2 separate regions of the Sus scrofa genome follow, and region 1 is linked to region 2. The links are chromatin contacts, called in public Hi-C maps. All regions are on one chromosome and are shown on one strand. The core of a region is the stretch at or near the end of the contact, and the rest is flanking DNA. Distances in the headings are between cores, read along the strand shown.

Region 1 (6,344 bases), core at 2,969-5,468, 93 kb after region 2:
TCTCACACACACCTCCACTCCCACTTCCTTCCTGTGGCCGCTCCCCGCGCCTCTGCCTCGCTTTAAACGCAATGTTTTAGGTCATTCCCCTTGTCCGGCATCCCTGCAAAATTAAAAATGCCCTGGTGCTCGTACATTTCGCTGAATCAAGCCAGACGTTGTATTTTATTTTTATAACTGAATTCCTGTGAGATAAAAATCTCATTTTCCTTAGCAGGCTGTAATCAGCACTCGCAGGGCTGTGGTTTCCAACTGCCTCGTCTTGTGCTTCCTTATGAAGCTCCGCTGAGAAATGAATTTGGCTCCCATTCAGGTTTAAAGGGCCCGAGGCCGGTCATATGTTGCTCGTTCACACACACACACACACACACACACACACACACAAAATGTGTGCACAAAGACCATTGCACACGTGCGAGCACCTGCACACACACCCACAGCCACGCAAACAAAGGGTACAGAGATACCCACTGAGACAGACGGACACGCAATCAGCACCCAGGGTCACTCTTTTCCTTGCAAGCAGGAGACCAGGTGAGTAAGTAGAAGCCAAGAGCGTCTCCCCCGCCCCTCCCCCAAGGCTGGTTTCAACCAGCAGGCAGGCAAGCATTATGCAACTAACGGCTGGGTTCATGAAAGGAATGGAGGTTCTCCGACTGCACAAATGGGCCCCCGCCCCCCCACCTCACTCTGATTCATGAACTAGTTTTCAGATTCATGAATCACTCGGGAGCCAGCAAGAGAAAAATGAGTAGTATTGATCTCATGGCGATGGAAATGGACTCATTTATGGCCGTGCTGGGTGCGGACAGCTTTCCACCAGCAGACACTCGTCAGCGTCCAAGGGCTGCAGGAGGTGCCTCCACCTGGAGGGGGCAGGGATGCTTGAGGGCTTCTGAGGAGGCTCCCCTCCTCTGATTGTTTAATGGACATAGAGAGACCTACTGGGACATGGACTGTGGCTAGACGCCTCTGTTCTCCTTGGGTCGGTCAGTGGCCCTCTTTTGAGTATTTGCCACCTTTTTTCCTTTTTTTTGGTCCACTTTGAATGAAATCTTTTAAGAGGCATCTCAGAGCAAATTCTTTTCTGGATTTCTGGTGACTTCTCAAGGACTACCTAAAATAGAAATTCACCTTCTACTAGGTGAATTTAAGTTCAAGTTCAACTAGGATGTCTTGGGGTTTGCTTCTTTTGCAGCTTTAAGGCAAAGAGGTAGCTTTGACACTTTTCAGCCCCTTGCACGTTCTTCAGCAGAGAAGCCCTGGGGATACAGACTCTCTAGATTTGGAGTGATCCCATTTATGTCAGGAAAGGCCATCCTCCCACTGGACGAGTGTCATCATACAGATGGGGCTCCGGGATTTCACAAAATCATTCTTTTCCTGCCCAAATGGAGTGATGGTGCTCTGGACTGACTTGGGGAGGTGGGCACTGAGCTGGGGTCTGGTGGCATCACAGACAGGGCCCTCCAGTCCCTGGCAGGTTTGTGAAAGGGGACACTGCTTTCCAAATACTTTCGTTGGGCCCCTTGAGTTTCAACTCAACCACTTTCTCTCTTGACACATGCCCCTCAGCCCAGTCCTGCTCAGCTTGTTGGACTCACCTTCAGGGGTGGGGAAAGCTTCCTTTCCTCTCTAAAACGCTGCAGTTGAGACTGTCATGGGTAAGCAGATCATGATGGCGATTGGCTCTGATTTGCAGCTTTGAAATGGGATTTTGTGTGGTTTTCTGTTCCCAGGTCTCTCCAACCACCCCCACCCTCCCAGCTCTGGGAGATTTAAAACAACCAATTGGACATAGACTTTTCAGAAACTGAACAAATGTTGGCAGCCAACCACCAGAAAAGGATTCGATCCTGAGCTGCATCATTTTGGATCAGGGGTTTGGAAATTAGATTCTCGCCCATTGACTTCAGATGGACAGTCGCGCCATCCAATGCATTTAACTTGGCAGGGATTCTGCGTTGTGACCTTGCCCTCATTTATTTCTGCAGTGCCCAGAGAAAGCGGGAGCAGCCCCGAGAAGGCCGAAGAAGATGCATTTGTATGAATTTCAATAAGCTGTGGGTGCAGAGGTGGCAAGGGCGGCTTGGCATTTCATGAGGTCCGTGAGAAGGTGCCTTTCAGCTCTGAGCAGCCCCAGCTTTCTTGTGCTGAACCTGCAGCTAACTGGAGTCTCAGGCCTGCCGGGACACTGCGGGTTAAAATCACTCCCATGAATGTGCTGGCTGGCCTCGGAGCAAGCGGGGATAGTGGGTTGGCTCATGTTTTGCATTAACTCGTTGGCTTTTTTTCCACTGCAGCCTCACATTCTCTGATAAACTTGAGTTGCTAGGAAAGCTTTATGTAACACCCACTGGCCTCGGCTCCTCAGAGCAGCAAGTGTTCTGTTTCCAGAATTCCCCATAAACCTGGCAGCACATCAAAACCTCTGTTTCATAACAGACCAGAAATAGGATTTTCTAATAACATTCTGAGCACTGGACGGATGGTGCAGGGGTCTGGACTTTGATAAATCATTAATAGTTCACTAAACAGAGACCCCCATGATGCCCAGCCTGCTACCTCTGGGGCAACGGTGGGAGGTAGGGTCGGAAGAAGCCTGCGGTCTCTACATCCATGATCTGTTGGCTAGTGACCTGTGGTCCCTTGCAGAGAATTTGCTAAATAATCTCAAACATATTGAGGATCTTACTCATGTTTAAAAAAAAAAAGAGAAGGTGGGGGGGGACTACCTTCCTCCTGCTCCTTCCTTCATTCATGAAGAATGTGGTTTCCTTTTATTTTGTTGCCAGGCAGGCTGACAGTTACAGATTTAACCCCCAGCTTTCCCCTGGGAGAGGGCAGAACTCTCTTCAATGGACACACCTAGTGTGGGGATTCAAGGATCCTCGTGCAGTAGACGAATGGCACATTTAAGCCTCAACCCCGTGGGTCATGGGCTGACGAGACAAAGAAGCGGGGTGGCCCCGCCCTCCCCCTGACACCCATGTGTTGCCACCCCTCCCAGTCCGGTCCTGGTTTAGATTATGACAAGGGATGGGAGTTCCCTCCAAAGGGCCATTTGCAGCCTATTTAGATGTCACTCGGGAAAATTCTTCCCGGAGGTCCCAACTACATCTCCTTTTGTTCCACTGTATCTGTCCGTGCCTTCCTTCCCGCTCTGCCCTCCATGCACTGTCAGCATGTGGACATCATTGCTGAACAAAAGAAGCTCCAGGTATGGCAGGACTGTTGAGACTCACCTTTGGGGAGAAGTCAGTGTGACTCATGGCACAGCTGCCTCCAGCCCTGAGGATGCTGCTCTGTGGACACCCTGCATCCTGGGCTGCATCCCCACCACCTCCCTCTGAGCCTCCCAGGGTCAGCTGTCTGGATTCATCTCAACCACTCAGGGGAGCCTGGGCTGACGGCCCCTTCCCTGAGCTCCTCACTATCCGTTCTGGTATGTTTCCCTGTGTTAAGCTTACTTGTCATCTTTCTCTCCCAGATCCCACCAAACAATCCCTGCATTGTTCACCTTCTCATTTGGGACTCTCGGGCCCCCAGAAGTACTAACTCCGGGGTTCCCAGGATAACCCTCCCCAGGTTCTTTCCTCCACTGCCACTGACATAATTTCTCTGGTCTCTCTGGTGTTTGCAGCTCTTTCCCATTTGGTTTCATCAGTGTCTCAATGACCTGTTATTTACCCTTTCTTCTGGGTCATTAGTAAACATAATCAAAAAAATGCTCCTCCGCCATCCGGCTGTCCCTGTGCTAAGCAGGGCCCTAGGGAAGGCCACCCATGTCCCCTGGACCCACCCAACAGCCCTCATCCTAAAACAGCGCCTCGGAAATGGCAGTCGGGCGGCGGGGTGGGCTTTCCTTCCCAGGCTGAGATTTCATATCCCCATGATCCATTTAGTGTCTGGACACCTGGTTGCTATGGAGATGGTTGTCATAAAAGCACACTGATCTGTGGAGAGATATAAAACCGAGCCTGCGGTACACGATCATCGGGCGCATCAGTTCAGAGAAATGGCGGGCTGCTTATCACTCCTCTTTGTTGACACAGGGCCTCTTCCTTTCAAACGCATCCTGGGTGACCTTCTCAGAACGAGGCCAACGCCAATCCATTTCGGTTAATATTTCGTAAGGGACAATCAAGGGCTTCACCAAATGCCAGATGCCCCGGTCTTCCTGTCCCAAGCTGAGTCAGCCCAGAGGAAGAGGACGTTCTTCTCTGGCACAGCTTGTTCTTTGCTGACTGTCATCGATCCACCAGCACAAGAGAGCAGGCAGAGTGAAAACACTGTCCCCAAGGACGCTTCAGATCAGGTGGCTGGGATGAGTAACAGGTGTGAGCAGGGGAGACCTTGCATGCACTGCCCAGTCTGGAGACGCAGAAACTGGAGGGACCCCCAGAGACCGATCCAGGAGGTAACCCTGTGTCTGTCACCTGCCAGCTTTGGACAGAGTGATTCAGCAAGACACACACACAAGGTGTGTAGGGCCGTCCGCTAACCACCATCACCTCCTTCATTTGACTTCTCAAAGCACACTTTTGTTGTTCACTAGCTTAAGGTTAATTTCTCCCTTGGTCTGGTCTATGTGCAGAAACCACTAAGGCATTTCCCTCCTCTTGCTTGGCTGTGCAGCTCTGGCAGGTGCAATTCACAAAGCATAGCTAGAGTCCACCTGAGATTTGCTTGGAATGGGGACTGAAAGAATGAGCTGGTGTCCTGATTTTTAGCTCTGCCACCTGGGAGCAGGAAAGGGGCTGGAAAAACCAGCTCTGGCGGTGGCCGAGTCGTGGATGCAGACCAAGGTCCGCTTCCAGGCTGGCTCCCTGCGCTGGTGGCTTCCAGTAGTGAACCCATCTGTATTCGCACCTGAGACCCAGCTTACCTCTGTGCGCTTTCTTCTTTTGGAAGATGTCTGAATTCTGGAAAATGGGTCATAACTCAGTCGTTGACTCAGTCTTGGATCTTTCAACCATTCCCTTGATTACCCAATGCCTCAGTTTCCTTTTTTTTGGGGGGGAGGGCAGGTTCTATTTAATACTAAACAGCATTTTTAAACTCCTTTTGCTTTAGTTAAGCCTCTCATATTGTTACTGAGAGAGGAGGTAAGGATAAGACCCAGACTAATATGTGTGACTCTGAGAACAGCAAATGCATTTATCATGCATCACAGCAACGTGAGATGCAATGTCGTGTTAAGACACCTGTGTTTAGTACCCCCTTTGCACAGGATGGCATTAAAAATAATTGCCTCTAGAAAACAATCTCACAGTTACTAAAGGGGAAAGGATGGGGGAAGGGTTACATTAGGAGTTTAGGATTAACAGATACACACCACTATATATAAAATAGATAACCAACAAAGATTTACAATATAGCATAGGGCATTATATCTTGTAATAACCTATAATGGAAAATCATCTGAAAAAGATATATATAGAAAGATATATCTATATAAATATAAAAGATATGTGTAAAAAAATATATATATATATAGGAATCACTTTGCTGCACTCCAGAAACTAACATAACATTGTAAATCAACTACACTTCAACTAAAAAAATAATAGTAATTGCCTCATAGTGTCGCAAATTCTTGAGCCTGTTCCACTAAATACCCTGGGATGCATGTGTTATTTCAGCCTCTCATTTGCATATCTTCAATTTCTCTAAATACTCCTTTAACCCCTCCTTATCAATAGTTTATTGACAACATCTTCATTATTTCCCAATTGTCCTTAGCCCTTATCTTCATGTTCCTGGTTTAAGATACTTTTTAAAGAGCCATCTAGAAGCTCAGCTAATGTGGAACCGTCTGTCTAGCTTTCAACCCTCTCCTCATTCATGAAATGGCCCTATTTTTTCTTTTTCCACACTCCTCCCCTTGAACAAAAAAAGAAAAGAAAAAAAAAAGCAAATGTGTTTAAAAAAACATGTCCTCTTCCCCTTACTTCCTTTAGCTGTTCTGCCTGGTGTTTTTTTTTGTTTGTTTGTTTGTTTTGTTTTTTTCTCTTTCTTTCTTTCTCCTGCCCTGTGTTTTTCCTGAAAACTTTAACTTAATCCTGGTGATCTTCCTCATTTTCCTCGCCCTCTGTCTCCATTTCTTGAACACGCTAAAGAAGGAGTTGCTCTTTTGATTTTTTTTTTTTCTCTCCTGGCTCAGCTGAGAGCACATGGAGCTCTCTTTTTTTTTTTTTTTTTCCCCCGCTTTTGCTATGTTTCGTCCTGTTTTTGTGGGGCCTGCAGTCTTGGCCCTGCAATTATGGCCTCTTTCATGTTATCTTTCTCCCAAGGCAACAGCTCACATCCTGGCAAAGCAGACAATGGCAGTGTGTGTCTTT
Region 2 (5,498 bases), core at 2,518-5,017:
TCTCTCGGTTTGGGGAGACATCCCATTCTATCGTTGGATGGATCCGGTTGTAAAATGCTCTTCTTCACGGCAAACAGACACGTGGGCTGTGCTCAGGTGGGTCCCAGGATGCGTTGCTTTCCCATCTGGCCATGGAAATTACGGGAAGGCTGAGAAAGCCCTGGTGGCCCAAGGTCTTTGAAGCCCCTGGGCAGGAATGAAAGAAGCACAGAACGCAAGGGGCATCTCCCATCAGGTTTTGCCTGGACTCAGCTTTACAAACCATAGCAAGTGGCAGCCCTGTTATATGAGTCGACACTTAGGCTTAATTGACAGGGATCCAATCTGCACCTACTGCTCTTAGTCTAGATCGGGAAGTGCAAGCCCCCACATTCTGCAAGCACAGGGGAAGACTCTTCAGCATCTGTCTACCTCAGCAGGGCTTTGAAAGTGAATGGTCTTGTTCTCAAAGCCACTGAGTAAATCATTTATTCGGTTGCCATTCAACAAAACTCCATTGTGTAAACGGCCCTGCAGGAGAAGGGAATTCAGATCCTTATGTTTGAGAAACTTACAAACTGCTTAAGGAGAGAGGAAATTTTACCTGGACAAGATTGTTATACCCTTGACTCATCTCATTGAAGTCTCATCTCAGGGTTTTGGAGAAAAACAGCGTTGGTTCTCTATTCTTCCTCTCTCCTTTGGTCTTTGGGTATCTCACACACACACACACACACACACACACACACACACACACACACACACACACACACCACAGAGTAGAAACCAACTTCCTTTTGCTTGGTAGCCCCCTCACCCCAGGGACATAGAAGGTGAGGGGAGATGGGAGCAGGTGTTGGGTTGCAAGATAGGCAACCTGATTCAGCTGGAGGTCCAGCCTGAGAGAGCTGGTTTGGGGTCAGACAGTGGTAACCAAACCCTGGACTTGGTGGTCAGATGCTTTTAGGGAACCTGGGATAATTGCTCTGGAAAGCGCTGTGGAATACATGAATAAGTGAAGACATAAAAGCATCTGGAAGCCTCCCCATGTCTATACACGGTCCCAAGGCTGAGTCATAACCCATTCTCACCTTTCCATGCAGAATGCTTCCGTCTACGTGGTTCAGGAAAGGGGATTTTTCTTTTCTTTTTTTTCTTTTTAGGGCTGCACCTGCAGCATATGGAAGTTTCTAGTCTAGGAGTCGATTCGGAGCTGCAGCTGCTGGCCTATGCTATAGCCGTAGCAACGCCAGATCCAAGCCACATCTGCAACCTACACCACAGCTCATGGCAACGTCAGATCCTTAACCCACTGAACAAAGCCAGGGATTGAACCCATATCCTCATGGCTACGTCGGATTTGTTTCTGCTGAACCACAATGGGAACTCCAGGGAAGGTGATTTTTAAAACCAAAATATTCTAGAGACAGCTCTTGCCATCTCTCAGACCTGGTCCTCAGACCCTTTTCTTGAAAGAGGTTTTAGAGAGCAGAATATTCGAGACCCGAGGTCTTGAGGGATTCTTTCTCTTTTACTCTCTCAACAAAGACAGGCAGAGGAATTTATTATTATCCATTTAAGTTGATTGGTGTCCAGGAAAATCTGGCGAGTGCAGAGATGCTTAGCTAGTTCCTTTTCGTGTGAGCCCAAAGCACTTGGGGAAAATTTTTCTATTCATAGTGTCCAAGTGAGGCAAGCAGACGTCAAGAGTTATCATTCCATTTAACAGATGGAAAATTGGAGGGGTTCAGAACAAGTTGAGAACACGGCTCAGGAGAGAAGCCATCTCTCTCTGCCCGTATAAGTCAGCGAGTTACCATACAAATGGCCACAGTCACATGCTCTTGGGACATGCCTTTCTGAGGTCAGCTTTCCCTGGTCAGTGTCCCTCCTCAAGCCAGATGGAGGGGGTGGATCCTGTTGGGCTTCAAGTTCCCTTTAGGGAGATAGAACTCCAAGCGTCTGGCCAAGACAGGAATTGCCAGACCCTTATCATCACCCCTCCTGTCTCATTGTAGTGCTCCCTCCCCCACCTTGAGCAACCAGGTCTACTCCTTCTTGCCCCTACTAGGAAAGGTATATGGCCCACTCCTCGCCCCACCCCTATAGGACCTTACATGCTCCCAACCAACCAGCAAGCGTATCCTAAGACTCCCCTCTTTCCCCAACCAATCAGCAGGTCAGCAGATATATCCTGAGACATCTCCTCTCCCTGGGCTATTAAAACAGACATGACCACACGTTCAAGGATTGGTTCTCCCCGATCATCAGCAAGTCAGCCTGCTTTGCTTGCAGCATCTCTTATCTCAATAAACTCTACTTTCTCTCCCCTCGCCATGCTCAATAAACTCTTCTTTCTTTTCACCCCGATACGAGTCCAGAAATTATTTTGTGACCCGTGTGCACAGACCACAACAGGTCCAAAGGCATCTATACTGTCTCCTGGGTCTTTCTAAGTGTCAGGGAGCAGGAGGGTCTCTCTAGTGTGGCCCCCACAGCATTGCTCCAACGTTGTCCATAACCTCTTGACCATCCATGTTTATCGCACACTCTTCATCTTTGCCGTCATCCTCTTGGGCCACCAAGTCTGAGCGCACCTTTCCCAGAGCGTTCTGCCCCCCAGCTCACGTTTCCCCAGCTAGTTTTCTTGGTGGCGGCAATTCATCCCTGGCTACTCGAGAGAATTAGCCTTAAAAAAAAAAAAATACACATGTTGGAGTTCCCACTGTGGCTCAGTGGTTAACAAATCTGACTAGGAACCATGAGGTTGTGGGTTCGATTCCTGTTTAAGGATCCAGCGTTGCCAGGAGTTGTGGTGTAGGTTGCAGATGCAGCTCAGATTCTGCATTGCTATGGCTGTGGCGTAGGCCGGCAGTTGTAGTTCTGATTCGACCCTAGCCTGGGAGAGCCTGGGAACCTCTATATGCCAAGGGTGTGGTCCTGAGAAGCAAAAAGAAAAAAAAAAAAATACACATGCTTGTGTCCTGCACCCAGAAATGTTTCTAGTGGTGGAGGTGGTGTATCTGGGAGTTGTCTGCGCAAAACAGGAATTTTGCCCCCTGCATCCTCTTGTTTCCTGGGCTGGGCCTTGGGGGAAAGCTCTCCTGGGCACCAGGACCTGGTGTCACAATCAGGCCATAAGAAACTGAGGCTAATGCTGCTTTTTTCCAGGGCAGCGAACAGGCAACCTCTCTGCCCAGCAAGGCCACCCTGGGCCCCAGCAGGACGACTGGGGTCAGGGACGGGGGCACTGGCCAGGGTGACCCCGGGGGAGGGGCTGGTGTGGCCTCATGCCTCTCAGCCTGAGTTCCTTGGACCCCCTTGGCTTTTCTGATCGTGAGTCCCTGGGCTCCTCTCCTCCCCGCAAAATGCCCAAGGAAAGAATCATACAGAGGACAGGCTCAACTGTGGGAGGCTGGAGCAAAAAGCCAATAAAACTGGCTTTATTTGTAATGTTCCCGTGTTTGTTATTTCGTTATCCCTACCCTGCTTCCTCCAAGCAATGTAACAAGGAAAAGGATTTAAAAAAAAAAAAAACTCCCTGCTCTAAGTATGCATGAACTTCATGGCCTCACTTGATCCTTTACCTCCTTCTTCTCCAGCAGGCCAGTGCATGAATTCCTCTCCCAAACGGTGTGTTTTCCATCCTAACTTTTATGGCATGTCCCTCGATTAATGGTTGACGTATTCATTTTCTCCCCTCCGCCCCCATTATCAAAGTGTGCTTTGACTAACGATTAACTCTCTGGTTAACAGAAAGAAACCTGTTAATCATCTACAAGCCCTCGAGCAGGAAAATCATTCTTTGTAACCTTTTCCCAACGGCAGGAGAGCCCCCTGTCCCGAGGCAGCTGACCTTCAACCACACCTGGGTCCCGAAGCTTGCAAAACCCCGACTGTAATCGTGTTACAAGGGCTTATTAGTAAGCCAAGGTCATAAACCCCTGAGGAGCGAGTGACGCTGGTTCTCCCAGCCAGGCAGGGAGAGCACTCTTCAGTCCAGACACCCTAACTCCAGGACCCTATAAAGAGACCAAGCGGCACCTCTTTTTTAAAAAAAAAAAAAATTGTTTTGCCAGTGAGGGCTAATCATTCTCTGTTGTACATTCTTTGTTGCTGGGAGACTCAATGGCTGTACAGGCTGTTCTTTCTCGGAGCCATAGTTCAAAAGTGCTCCTGACCCAAACACACACGTGTTGTAATCCTGCCCTCCCTTGTGTGGGGCCGGCAGACAACTAGCAAGTGTGCAGCCCCAGCCAGACCCAGAGGCTGGAAGGGGGGAACCTTCTTCTGAAGTTAGGTGGGCGGTGCCTTTCTTTCCTGGAAGGAGCTGGAGGAGGAGGGGAAGGGATGGGGCGGGATGCTTTAGGGGGCCCCCTCCTCACCCCAGAGGGAAGGGCTGGAGACCTGTGGCTCACCATCTGGGATGCGATGTGTGCCCCAGGGCTAGAGAGTCAGTCCTCGTGGAGAAAGCAACCCCTTCGTTCATTTGCAAAGCTGATCTGCTGTGGAGTGGGGAGGCCGGGAGAAAGGAGGGCTCCCCTCCATCCTTGCTGGGTTTGGCTTGCTTTTCTCCCTGGTGGCACCCCGCTCCTTCTTCTTAAATAAGACCCGGCAGCAAGGGAGAGTCTGGTCTGCTGAGAGGACGCAGGCGCTGCCAGACTTATTAGGAAAGAGGCAGCCCGGGTTTTGGCCAGCGCTGGCGCTGTGGACCACATGGTCCTCTGCGCGCCTGGTTACTGTCAGCGCTGCGCTCTGGACCCCGCCGCCCTGGCCTCCTCCCCGCTGCCCGCAGCGCCTGCCCTGCTCCGATCCAAACATTTCCACATTAGGCAGCCTTGCTGCCTGGCTCCCCGCCTCCAGCCGTGACCTGGGGTGACCTCCGTCCCGGGCTCGATGCCAAGCGCTCCACCACAGGTGCACTTGCCTGTTTTCTGGGTCGCCCTTGTGATCTGGTGTCCAGGTGCTTGGCAACATTTAGCAAACCTTCCTCGGTGCTCTGTGTCGTCTTGACACTGTTTGCGCAGACACCCTTGGGGATGCGGGAGAGGAGCTGGTGCCTCTCCTTCATGCACTTAGTGCCTGGCATGCCGCGCTGGCCTCACCAAGATGCTGGATGACCCTCTCTCCCTCTTCATCCCCCGCCCTCCCCCTTTAAGCAGGTCTGACTTGTCTTTTGGACTCAGAGAGTCAGAGCAGAAGTTACGATTCCTTCTACACACACACCCACCCCTAGATTTGTGCAGCCATATATGGTAGCCACCCGGGCATGTGGCTCAGGAGTGGTGAAAATGGGACTGCTTCAAACTGAGACATGCTGGGTGGGGGTAAGTCACACTGGATTTCGAGGACTTTGTTAAAAAAAAAGAACGGGAAGTATCACACATGTTGAAATGCTCATATTTAAGGAAGAGTGGATTAAGTAAAATATGCTATTAAGAAGAATGTTACCTTTCTGTCCACTTCCTTTAATGCGGCTACTGAAAGATGCAGCACATTAGTTCGCATTGTATTGGGGT

What was found. A called contact is a pair of places that touch in the nucleus more often than the background predicts.
Region 1: a Hi-C map of liver shows a contact between it and region 2, with 2.8 times the contacts expected there. The contact joins two enhancer-like sites. A contact is called at or near these places in 1 of 5 promoter capture datasets (liver), 14 of 47 Hi-C or Micro-C datasets (embryonic fibroblasts, fetal heart ventricle, fetal liver and 6 more) and 1 of 2 datasets of contacts at active chromatin or transcription factors (skeletal muscle).

The regions. Positions count from the first base shown.
Region 1 is chr14:56,453,138-56,459,481 of Sscrofa11.1, forward strand. No RefSeq gene overlaps it. Among named protein-coding and RNA genes, the nearest start is that of IRF2BP2, 89 kb to the right of the region's middle. Within about 2 kb of position 4,219, at least 23 of the 83 cell types and tissues checked have an H3K27ac peak or open chromatin away from gene starts, as enhancers often do. A contact at or near this core is called in fetal liver, liver, mesenteric adipose tissue and 1 more, where this site is marked.
Region 2 is chr14:56,360,539-56,366,036 of Sscrofa11.1, forward strand. No RefSeq gene overlaps it. Among named protein-coding and RNA genes, the nearest start is that of IRF2BP2, 180 kb to the right of the region's middle. Within about 2 kb of position 3,768, at least 60 of the 83 cell types and tissues checked have an H3K27ac peak or open chromatin away from gene starts, as enhancers often do. A contact at or near this core is called in fetal liver, liver, mesenteric adipose tissue and 1 more, where this site is marked.